Linked DNA regions of Cricetulus griseus: region 1 is linked to region 2. The links are chromatin contacts, called in public Hi-C maps. All regions are on one chromosome and are shown on one strand. The core of a region is the stretch at or near the end of the contact, and the rest is flanking DNA. Distances in the headings are between cores, read along the strand shown.

What was found. Hi-C and Micro-C count contacts between places; a contact is called where the count stands out from the background.
Region 1: a Hi-C map of fibroblasts shows a contact between it and region 2, with 4 times the contacts expected there. The contact joins the enhancer-like site here to the promoter of Peak1 in region 2. A contact is called at or near these places in 2 of 8 Hi-C or Micro-C datasets (fibroblasts and liver).

Annotation. Positions count from the first base shown.
Region 1 is chr4:168,015,107-168,021,140 of CriGri-PICRH-1.0, reverse strand. No RefSeq gene overlaps it. Among named protein-coding and RNA genes, the nearest start is that of Hmg20a, 92 kb to the right of the region's middle. Within about 2 kb of position 4,195, at least 6 of the 6 cell types and tissues checked have open chromatin away from gene starts, as enhancers often do. A contact at or near this core is called in fibroblasts, where this site is marked.
Region 2 is chr4:167,922,650-167,928,620 of CriGri-PICRH-1.0, reverse strand. It overlaps Peak1 (inactive tyrosine-protein kinase PEAK1), which reads left to right and starts at 2,169. Exons shown (of 7, transcript XM_027415020.2): 1 at 2,169-2,301. Hmg20a (high mobility group protein 20A) reads right to left here and starts at 2,109. Exons shown (of 11, transcript XM_027415024.2): 1 at 1,974-2,109.

The DNA.
Region 1 (6,034 bases), core at 2,946-5,445, 90 kb before region 2:
AGAGAGAGAGAGAGAGAGAGAGAGAGAGAGAGAGAGAGAGAGATTTCTAAAGGGAGGAAACAGCATGGATTCACCAACTGCATCCCAAGTACCGAGCTCACTACCTTAAACATTTGTATTGTCTCACTATGTAGTCAAAGTTGACCTCAAATTCTTGATCCTACTGCCTCATCCTCCTCAGTACCGGTGTTCCTTAAATACTTTGAATAAGTGCTTGCAGTATAAGATAGACCTGAGTTTATACTCTGAATCTGTAAGGTGCGATTGCTTGAGTGGCCTTGGCTCCTTTAATGTAACCCGGTTTCAGTTCATCTGCACAACACAGAATTTTCCAAAGTCTTAAATGCAATGGCAAAGGTAAAAGCAGGGCTGGCCTGTAGAATAGAAGTTCTAGTATGAGCAAAGCTGTGGGTTCCATGTCCAGCACAGGGGACAAAAGTAAAAACAAAAGCCACAACTATTATTTTATTTGAAACAGAATGATTGAAGGATTCTTGCATCTTAGAAATATTGCTTTGTAGGCTGTCATGATGGCTCAGCAGGCAAAAGTGCTTGCTGTTATCCCAATGACTTGAGTTTGATAGTAGGGTCCTGTTGTGGAATATTAGCTGAAGATGTGTTACATTCATTTATACTGTGGAACATTTGTTTAATGATGCAAAGATGTGTTGCATTCTTTTATGTTGCATTTGTTTAACTCTGTGAAGCTGTGTTACTTTGCCTGTCTAAAACACCTGATTGGTCTAATAAACGGCTAAATGGCCAATAGCAAAGCAGGAGAGAGAAATGGGTGGGGTTGGCAGGCTAAGAGAATAAATAAGTGAGGAAGAGAGAGAGGAAGGAGTGAGAAAAGGAGGAGAGGAGGATGTCAGGGGCCAGTCACCCAGCCAGTAACAGAGGAAGAAATAAAGAAGACATACAGAATAGAGAAAGGTAAAAACCCTGAGGCAAAAAGTAGACAGGATAATTTAAGAAAAGCTGGCTAGAAACAAGCCAAGTTACGACTGGGTATTCATAAATAAGAAAAAGTCTGTATTATCCCCTATATTTATTTGGGAACTGGTAGACAGTCCCCCTAGAGTCAAAGAGTATATATAAAAAACAACAACAAAAAACAACTACAGGGCCCACATAGTAGAAAGACTCCTAGAAGTTGTCCTCTGACCTCCACATACATGCTATGGTTCGTGCATGCTCTTGACCCCACACAAAATAAATAATAAATAAATAAATAAATATTGAAAAAAATTTAAAAGAAAAAATATTGCTATTAGCTTATGTGCATGCTTGTAATGCTAACACTTAGAAGTGTGAGGCAGGAGGGTTGTAAACTGGAGTCAAGCTCGGGCTACAGAAAGACCCTGTAAAAAAGGGTAAAAATGAAAATATTTCCTTTTGGTGATATACAAGACATTGTAAAGGGTCTGAGCCCAAACCCAAAGCTAGGTGAGAGTCAACTGCAGAATTAGTGAGAAACCACAGTGGAGATTGTGAGAGTCTGGGGGTTGAAGATTCTAACAGCTTGCCGGGCGGTAGTGGCACACATCTTTAATCGCACGCAGAACTTGGGAGGCAGAGGCAGGCAGATCTCTGTGAGTTCAAGGCCAGCCTGGTCGACAGTGAGTACCAGGACAGGCTCCAACGCTACACAGAGAAACCCTGTCCCTCGCCCCCCCCAAAAAAAAGATTCTAACAGCTGGGGTGGGGATGGCAGGGAGGAGGAAGGGCTGCATGGGAGAACTCCTTCCTGTGAATGAACTGATGAGGGCAGAGAGTCCTGAGCAGAACCAGGGGGAAGTGTGCACAGCACCCGTGGACAGTGACCCTCTTCACTAGGTTATCAGATCCAGGAAAAGATGCGGGTTTAGGGAGACTTTGTTCTTAGTTTTGGACAAACTGAATTGAGGTGTCTCCAGGTCAACAGACAGAAAAGGCCTGAGGGAGACAGAAATAGATTAGGAACTCCAGAGAGGCAGATTCAGGATGTCCACATGTGGGAGGAGATGCTGGATGGTCCAGATGATGTCCCTGTTGTTGGAGACCTGGATGGTCCTGGGTTTGTGAATCAGCTCTGAGAATAATAGAAGGTAGAACTCATATATAGCTAGCATAATTTATTACTACAACAATGATCTATTTATTTTTAAACTTTTGTATCTATCTATCTATATCTATCTCTATATCTATATATATCTATCTCTATATCTATATATAGATCTATATATAGATCTATATCTCTATATATCTATATAGATATAGAGATAGATATATATTTTTTTGGTTTTTCGAGACAGGGTTTCTCCGTGTAGTTTTGGAGCCTATCCTGGTACTCGCTCTGGAGACCAGGCTGGCCTCGAACTCACAGAGATCTGCCTGCCTCTGCCTCCCGAGTGCTGGGATTAAAGGCGTGCGCCACCAACGCCCGGCCTTGTATCTATACTTTTATGTGTATTGGAGTCAAGCTCGGGCTACAGAAAGACCCTGTAAAAAAGGGTAAAAATGAAAATATTTCCTTTTGGTGATATACAAGACATTGTAAAGGGTCTGAGCCCAAACCCAAAGCTAGGTGAGAGTCAACTGCAGAATTAGTGAGAAACCACAGTGGAGATTGTGAGAGTCTGGGGGCTGAAGATTCTAACAGCTTGCCGGGCGGTAGTGGCAATGTGTGACATGTATGTGCACCATGTGTGTACGGTGCCCTTAGAGGTCAGAAGATGATGTGGGATCCTCTGAACTGGAGTTATAGGCAGTGGTGAGCTGGAAACCAAATGGAGTCATCTGCAAGGACAGCAAGTGCTCTTACTCACTGAGCCATCCCTCCAGCCCCTGCTTTGTCTGTTTTGATGGAGACTCAGAGATTTAGTCTAGCTGGGATCATCTGGTCACTTACATTAACAGTCTTAACAGGAGATACACATGTGACCCAGCAGCTGGGAACTAGAGGACCAGTGTCAACAGCTTTTCTAGGTACACAAGGAAGATCCAAATCCCCACTTAATAGATGGCAAAAACAAGTCTGTAAGAGAGGCAAGCCTGTCTCGGCCCACAGCAGTGTTAACAGTGGGAAGCAACTTTGGTTGAACCAGCTGGGGAACTCTAGGCCTGCAGAAGAACCTGGAGACAGAGGCCTGTTGGAGTGGCACGGAAGGGAGGAAAAGCACTTCAGGTTCAAGTTGCTAGTTTTGCAGAGTGTAAAATTACCGCACAAGTCCTAGAGAATAAACAGAGTTAACACCCCATTAAATACAATGGACTTCCGCTGTGTGCGCCAGACGTGCTAGGACTGAAACTAGCTGAGCGGGAGGGAAATGTATCACACCCGCTGCCTTCATGCTTCCAAAGAAGAAAAATCTAGAGCAGGGGCAAGAAAGCGCCCGCAGCCAGCGGCTCTGCAGGCTCAGGGCTGAGGACCTGGTAATGAAGTCTTTCTGGAAGGTAGGAAGGGCTGTGTGCAGAGTGCTATTTTTAAACCTGCTGTAGTGGCAGTTGTATTCCTGCCCTGGCACTTTCTCTTGCAAAGGAGGGGCTCGGGGGAACGCAGCCAGGAATTTAGATGCTATTTATTGTATTTCCTTTTATCAGTCAAATGATTTTCTTATTTCCCACGTAGATAAAGATCTTGCGCTCACAGCTTCGGCTTGTTGACCTTGTCAGGACTGCTGTGCTGTCTGGAAATTGGTCCCAGAGAGAGAAAAGGGCATTGTTGTTAGGGGCTGCTTGGTGGATTGGGTTTTCGGTTCTCCCAGCAGAGAGGAACTCAGTTTGCCAAATATAAATAAATAAAAACCTTCCCCTCAAAACAGAAACTGATTGTCTTATGCCTTCTTTTTTCTCTTGCAAAACTGAAAGGTTGTCCAATAAGTTTGGTTCAGTAGCCATCTGCACCTGGCTTTCCAGGAGTACACACACACACACACACACACACACACACACACACACACACACACACACTCAAACCTCTCTCCCTTCTCTCCTTTCCCTCTCTTCTCTCTCCTTTCCCTTTTTCTCTCCCCCATTCCCCATTCTTTCTCCCTCTTTTCCCTCTATCGCTCTCTTCTCCTCCCTCTTCCTCCTCTCACACTTTCTACCCCCCCTTCCCTCTCCCTCTCCCTTTCTCCCCCCCACCCCCAAACACACAGCGAATCGGCTCTGGCAGTGTTGCAGAGCCTCCTTCTTGGCAGGAAACAGGGCAGAGGGGCGGGGCCCCCTCTGTCTGGGTTGCCAGCTCCGGGCCGGTGGAGATGCCAGGACGCCTGAGCTGAGCCATGGCAGCTTCCACTCTTCTGGAAGCCTCTCGGAGCCAGCCAGGCCTCTGCCAGCTCCTTCCAGGGGCACAGTGAGGCCGCGGGGCTGCCTCTCGGCCGGAGGCCTCCTCGTGGGCTCGCTGCCCCTATTGTCTCTCCTGGCTTGGGGCTGCCGGCCAGGTTCGCAGGCAGAAGTCAGCGCCACTGCCGCTCACCTCGGAACTAGCTCAGCAGATGCTGCGGGAGGCTGGAGTTTTATTGCAAATCCTCATTTTTGGCTGGCTCACAGCTACAGAACATCAAAAGAACCAGCTAGTCTGAGGGCAGCCAGCGCCTTGCAGGCTCGCAGTGGGAAGGGTGAGGAGGTGCAGGCCTCCGGCAGGCTACGGTGAGCCGACTGAGGTTTTAACCGAGATCAGCTTTCCAGACCCCTCGGGTCCTTTCCCTCCACCGCAGTGCTTCCTGGTTGGGACGGCAGAGGGCGCTCCCTCCTCTGACAGCACTGCGACCCGGCCTGCCTTCCCACACATCTGGAAATGGGCTCTACCACTCTTTCGAAATACCAGAGAGCCAGGGATCTGTCTGTGTGAGATGTGCTGGCACCCGAGTGCGCACGCATACACATCACAAATTCCACTTTCTCATGAGTTAGATTTCCCGTGAAGAGCGCTTGTGGAATGTGGGGAATTTGCCTTGCCAAGGCGGCCAGCACATCCTATTCTTGGGCTTGTCTGGCCTCGGTTGTAATGCTTAGATGGACCACCTCTGGTCTGAAGCCTTTGCCCTCCCCTCCCACGTGGAGTGGGGAAGAAAAACAGGAGACCTCCCAGATCTTTTCCTCAAGGGAAGAAAATTTAAAATGTTGAGCGCTGACCTTATAGGCCTTCCTGATGAAAGCAGATGTGGAAGTCCAAGACAGGGTCTTCCTAATTACAAGAGATTAGGAATGCCAAAGTGACAAGCCAAGGATGGAGGAGTGAGGGGCTGAAGCCAGCCAAAAGCCCTAGTTGCTATTCTGAGACTTCACCCCCGACTTCTGAAAGCTGCATGCATTTAAATGTCCACATTTTCTGCAGAAGCCAGAAATCTCCACTTCTCTTGGCCAAACAACACATCAGTCTAATATGGTGTGGGAGAAATATGTTACATTCTTTTATGAACAGAATGTTAACATCACCCAGAATCAATATTTATATCCAAGAACACAATGAACCGGCTTGTTTTGTACTGCATGACTTTAAGACAGGGACAGACAAGCTGAGGTTCAGGCATCCCAAAAGGGTTCTTCCTGGAAGACTGGGGTTGGGTCCCTTTCTGGCTCCACAGTCCTCTTGTCTCTTGGGATTGTAAGAAGACACCAGAGCAAGCAAAGCAGGAACCAGTGATGAGGTCCCGGATGTGAGACAGCATGGGCGGCATCCGTAGGCAGGTCAAGGCCTCCTCCTGTCAAGTGAGGAGAGGGCCAGGGTTGCATCCGGTCTTTCCTGCTGAATTGAGACTAGGTGCTGACACAGAACAGACAGGAACTAGAGGGAAGTGATGCTGTTCCCTCATAGGTGTTCTTTTTGGATCAGGCAATTACTTTCAGGTGAGGCAGGGACTGGGAAAGAGGCCTACCGCTATCAAATGTCTTTGTTTGTTCCTTTGCATTGATTTTTTTTTTTTTTTTTAACCTTTCTTCCTCTGGAGACAGCTCAGAGCCCGGAGTCAGCTACTTGTTCCCTGCATGTAAAATCTTTACCTAATTAAAACAAAAACAAAGGCCTTTCCCAGAAGATTTTGTGTTTCCC
Region 2 (5,971 bases), core at 920-3,419:
AGAAACCCATATCCAGGGGCTCATATTAAATACAGAAGGCAAATGCTCTATCATTTAGCTATACTTCCAGTCTAAGAACAATTTGCTTCTTCTTTTATTGAAAATAGCTTTTCAAGAAATCTTTTTTGATTAGTGCCCCCCCAAGTTTCTCCCCTCCCATCCGAATTTAACCCCTTAATAATAAAATACAATAACATATCAGAATAGGACAAAATAAGAAACGAAGCCAAAGAGAGGAGAGGAAGACAAGAAACTCATAGATGCAGAGACACACACATTCACAGACACAGGAACCCATAAAATCTCCAAACTGGCCATAACATATGCACAAAGGACCTCTAAGATATAAAGAAAAAAAAAAGCACGGAAACTACAAAGATGTATTGAGTTCATTTTGTTTTGGCCATGTACTGCTGGGCATGGAGACTATCCTTAGGAGTGGTTGGTTTCCCCAGTGAAACTCCTTTAGAGACAACTAATTTTTCATTTGTAAGTGGCTATCCATTGGAGAAAGCTTGTGGATTAGGGATGGGGGCATGTGTCCACTTCTCTTTTTAGCTCTAGGCCCCCATCTAGTATAGACCTGTGCTCATGCTTCCACAGCCTCTGTGAGTGCATATATGTGTCATACATATGTTTTTAGGACTAAGAATTAATTTTTATGCCAATATTAAGGTAAAAAATTATTTTCATGTTTAGTTTAAAATATTTTCTACTCTTAAGTGCAAGCAATTAAATTAGAAATACATGCATGTTAATATTGGAAGACAAAATAATTTTAGGTTCAAGATATCTCAAATTTAAAAAAGAAGGTTGAGAATTTTACAAAATGAAGTTTAAATAGACTGATTCTGCCAGCAAAAATACACTCATATGCTGTGTTGCTTGACAAGAAAAGCCAAGGAATCAAAATTGTTGTTTATTTGCACTTTAGATACCGTTTCTTATAAAAAAAGAAAAAAGAATATAGGAAAACAGAAAGTTCTGTCTTATTCACCTTTTGTTCTTTGTGAATTATTTCCCCCTTACTCAACATGTGAGCTGAACCCATCATCCTTGTGCCATGTCTTAAAACCATAAACAAAACTCAGTTTGAAATCAGTGACAAGTTCGATTAAATTACAAAGGGGGGAAAACACAATAAAATGCATCTTTCATAAATGCCACACATAAGCTACATGAAAACAATATTCAGGTTGATAATGCTGTTCTCAGGCATGGGGCAAATCCTCCAGTCCTAAAGTCTACATATGTAATATACTGATTGCATCTATTAATGTAACATCAAATTTAAGTACTGCACTACGATATTCTCTCCCTTTGCAAACATGAAAATGCCTCGTAATTTATGTGAACCATTTGGTCCTCTAACTAATAAACTACCTCCTCAAAAGAGTGGGTAAAGAGTTCCTGCTTCCATGTCTAGGCAGCGACCCCACTACTTCACTCAGTTAAGGACACATTTGACTAGGGTGCAAGAGCGGGCACCACACGAGTCACACAACAAAATATGTAGTCTTGCAGAGAATTTTAACAAGGTGTTTTGAATTCTTTGGAGAAAGCATAAAGAAAATCTTGCCGGGGAGAAATAACACATAAAGACAAAATACATAAATTCTGACCGTGGCCTGGTGATTATAACAACTTGGGGGAAGAACCGAACTTGTGACCTGAAAACAACCCCCAAGGCAGCAGGAACTGACTTTGAGAATGGCACAAACCAACACCTTTTCTGGCTGTCATCAGCACGGGAAGTGGCTTGGACACCCCCCAAACATCATCCTACCCCACAGGAAGTGAGTTATATTCCCCCTCCCCTATGACAGCATGTCTCCCTTCCCCCAACCGGAAGTGAGGCGCCCCCATTCAGTGGGCCTCAAACCAAGACAAACCAATAACAGCAGCAGCAAAAGAGGGATGATCTTCAAAGGGGGAAGATTGTGGTTACCCCCATGCTCGTCTTGCTTACTAACCTGCTGACGGTAGGGGCAGGCAGGGGCCTGGGGACTAATGAAAGTCCCTTGCACAGAGGACAATTCCCTCAGCCCCTCTCAATCGCCTTCACTCTTCACTCCGTCGTCTCACAGCTTGACAGAAATTCCTCCGCAGTACTTAATTTTGGTGTCTTTTCTTACTCTTTACCTAATCACTTAGTCACCTCCAGATAGGTAACCTCTCTTATCGTGGTGGTATTTAGAATTGTTCCGGTGAGGAGAGACGTGAAATATTATACCCGATACTTTCAGAGAAATGAAGGGATTATTTTGCCCAATGCGGCGAAGGACTACGTGACTACGCAAGGTGAGACTCACTTTCGCTAAGGTTTTTGGGAAATGTAGTTTTTGCCATACCTAAGGCTCTCAAAAACTAGTGGAACTTAAATTGGTAATTATTGTCTACTGGAGCCTTTGAGAACACTTATTCTGTACTGACTACTGGCTGACATAAAATGATTAGGCCCCGGGAAGGTCCAAAACTGCGCTGTTAGTTTCCACTGGCGTTTAATTGAACCCAAATTCCCCATCACGTGGGCTCAAGGTCCCGGTTGCCACGCCCTCTAGTTTTGGCCCCGCCCCTTAGCCAATCAGACCTTCTCTAGGTCTTGTTCTCCGGATATTGGCACGCCGGGAGGCGTGGCCTCTTGGCAGCTCCTCCCATGGGGCGGAGTGGAGAGCTCCGAGACGCCGAGCTTTGGTGCGCGCGCGCGCGCTATCTCAAGAACCGAAGCGGTCGAGGGTGCGCGCGGCAGGGCGGCGTGCGGGGTTGGGAGGAGCGAGCAGACTGGTAGGCTGGGTGGACGGCGAGCGGCCGGGAGCGCGCTGTGGACTCCGCGGCCGCGAGTAGTTAGTTAGTTGTGTCAGTTGCTCGGTGGCGGCGGCCGCGATCACCAGAAAGGGGACGGGACGGGCGGCAATGGTGATCATTGCAACGGCGTGTGCTTCCCCTCAGGTAACGGGGGCAGGGTTGCCCACGTACCCTCCGGTCCCTTTCCCACGCGCGCTGGCTTGTGGGGCCAGGGTCGCCGCGAGGTGAGGACGCGGACCTAGGGGAATCTGGACTGGGCGGCGCCGCAGGGGCTCGGCAGCCGGTGCGTCCAGCAGGGCGCAGGCTGCAGCGTCCCGGCCACCCACGCGCCCCGCGGGGGCCGCGAGCCCTCTCGTGCCCCCCGTCGGCCCAGGCCTCGCTACCCTGGCTGAGAAGGTCCCGGTAGCGCGGCGCCCCCCAGAGGAGGGAAAGTTGGAACCTGGCGGCTAGGGACTTCCCGGGGCTGGGCTGCTAGGTTCCAGGGGAAAGTGAAGCCTTAGAGGAGCTGGACGCGGGAGGCTGGGGCAGGAAGGGCTTCTGCCAAGTATGTACGGTCATCCCACTCCCAGACCTGGGAGGATAGGGTTCAGCCTTGCAGCATCAGTCAGGACGGAACCGGTGGCTCTGTGCCTGCTCTCTTCACGCTCTGGCTGGTGAGCCCCTAACGCGCGGACTTAATGGGTTGCTTAGGGGTTTGGGATTTTGAAAGGTTGGATTAGACAGTTTTTTTTTTTTTTTTTCCCTTCTTTGCCCTTTGACTTAGGCATTCTTGAGACTTTCCTTTCCTCCTTCGAAGAGAACTGACCATCTGAACTGGGTCCCCTTCTCGTTTTTTCCCATCTTACGCACCATCCGTGAGAGAGCTCGATTTCGTTCTTGGACTACACTAATGACTGCTGAGAGCAATAGAAAAGAGGAGTTCCCCTCACCCCCCTTCCCCCAAGTCTCATTTCTGCAGTCCTCTTTTTAAAGATCCGTGGAATGGAGTTATTGGAAGGCTGGCGTTGAAGGGTAGAGATGAGTTAGAGGAAAACTATGATTTCATCTTTATTGGCCTTACTATAGAAAATCTAGTACATTTTTCTTTCCCTCTGTTGAATGTGGTAAGATTACACTTTCAATTAAATACTTGGCGACTTACATAAAAGACTATTTTTAGGTCACTGGATGATGTACATGAACAGCCTTTTCACCTGAATTGGAATTGCTTTGAGTAGTCTGTTTGGCGGCCTGGTGTTTTTTTTTGTTATTGTTGTTTGTTATTGTTTGTTTTTTTTTTGTTCCGCCACAGTGTCTCTTCTTTACCTCCCCTGCTAAATGAAGTGTGTAGTCAAGAGAACACATACTGCTCTCTGCAAAGTGGAAAAAAAAATAAAAATAAAAACCCGAAAGCCCAAACTTGAATTATCCACAAGGGTAAAACTTTCCATGAGCAATCTTGGATACCCACTTCATGATGGCTTCTTTTGTAATCTCAAGAGAAGTTTAGATCTTTCAATTCACTGGCTACCCTAATTACTTTTCAAAGTGCTTGGCACGTCTTTGGTGGCTTTTTCAGTAAACTATAATTGCAGGTGAGGTACATTTCCTTGGCTTCCAAGATAGGAGTTAGTAGCCTTATCAGAGAGATTAACAGTTAACAGTGAAAGCAGAATTCATACCATTGCCAGTGATTTCTGGCAATGACCAGCTCACAAACTATGTGAAAAAACAAACATCCCCTCCATAGATGTCAGAGGGGAAGAAGAGAAAATACTTTATCATGTCTATTTTGGAGAGAGTAACATGACTATGTTATGTGGGAGAAATTTCTGTAAAGCTTTTTGATTTGCAGCCCTCCTTTCTTCCACCTTTTGTGTAGGGACGGACATTTATGATTGGCTGGTTTCCAGTGTTGTGAGAAGTGTTTTGGTGAGAGGAAAAGATAAGCTTATTCTGAGTTGTTAGGGTACTGACTATTCATTTTGTCTAGTAGCAGTGCAGAGAAACTTCTGCAGTAGTATTTGTACCCCATTAACATTCTGTCAGAATTCATTTTTAAGAGTCTGTCCTGAGGCCCATAAAGAAATAATGCCACTTTGTAACTGTTTCTGACAGTCACATTAAAAGGTTCGTTCCTGAAATGCATTATATGTGTATGCATATAAACATTTATCTTTGTACATTTATGGTAATGAAAATATTTAAGTCTGAGAGCTTAAAAACTTTTATTTGCTTATTTGCATACATGCCTTTTAACAGCTAACAGTGCCAACCATATTTGCCAAATAAGCATCAACCATAAATTCAGGCTTTGGCACATTTCATATAATAACTCTTCTAAATTGCTCCATGGTGAAGCATCATGAGATTAGCATTTGGTTCATGAGAGAGATTTGTTGTTGTTTTTAACTGTAATGATGTGCTGTTTAAGGGGAACAGGTGCTGGGCTCTAGCTGTTTGTGTTGTAACCTGCCAAGTCATACTCTTTTGTTGGATGGGTTGTTAAAGCAATTTAGGAATCAAACTGTGGCCCCTGGCACGCCAAGTGTGAGTTTGAGGCTCCATATCACTTTTGCAAATCCCCATTTTCACCGTAAGAACTTTATTTTCTTCTTTGTCTTTTACTGTGATTCCTATTCCCCATTCTTTCCATTATTAGAGCTTCTTCCCAGCTAGCTAGTTTTCCTTGGAGAGTTGTAATGTTCTAGTAACTTTCAGGCCAAATTCATATTTGGACAAAACACAAGTATTTGAGTGTCTTTTAAAGTGTTAGGCATGGTGGTAGGACCTGAATATATGTAGAATGATCTTTTTTTTTTTTTTTGCCAGGAGCTTGTACTTTCTGAAGAGAGCTATCTGGTACCTGGTAATTACCATATGGTGTGTTATATGACAGGTGTGTGCACAGGTGCCTGTGAGGGAAGAAAGTACAGTGGAAGGCTTGTTGATTCAAGACTTGGATTCTTGGCTATGGGGGATGTTCTGGAATCTTAGTGAGTTACTCAAGCTAACCTTGAATAATATATGAATCAACTAAGTTCAAAAAGAAGAAACATTTTTTTATCCTAGTGCTGTTGTATTGAAAAATAAACCACAAACATGAGTCATGTATATAATTTGAAATTTCTAGTAGCTGTGTTTAAAAAAAAATAAAAATTGAGATTCGGGCTGGAGAGATGGCTCA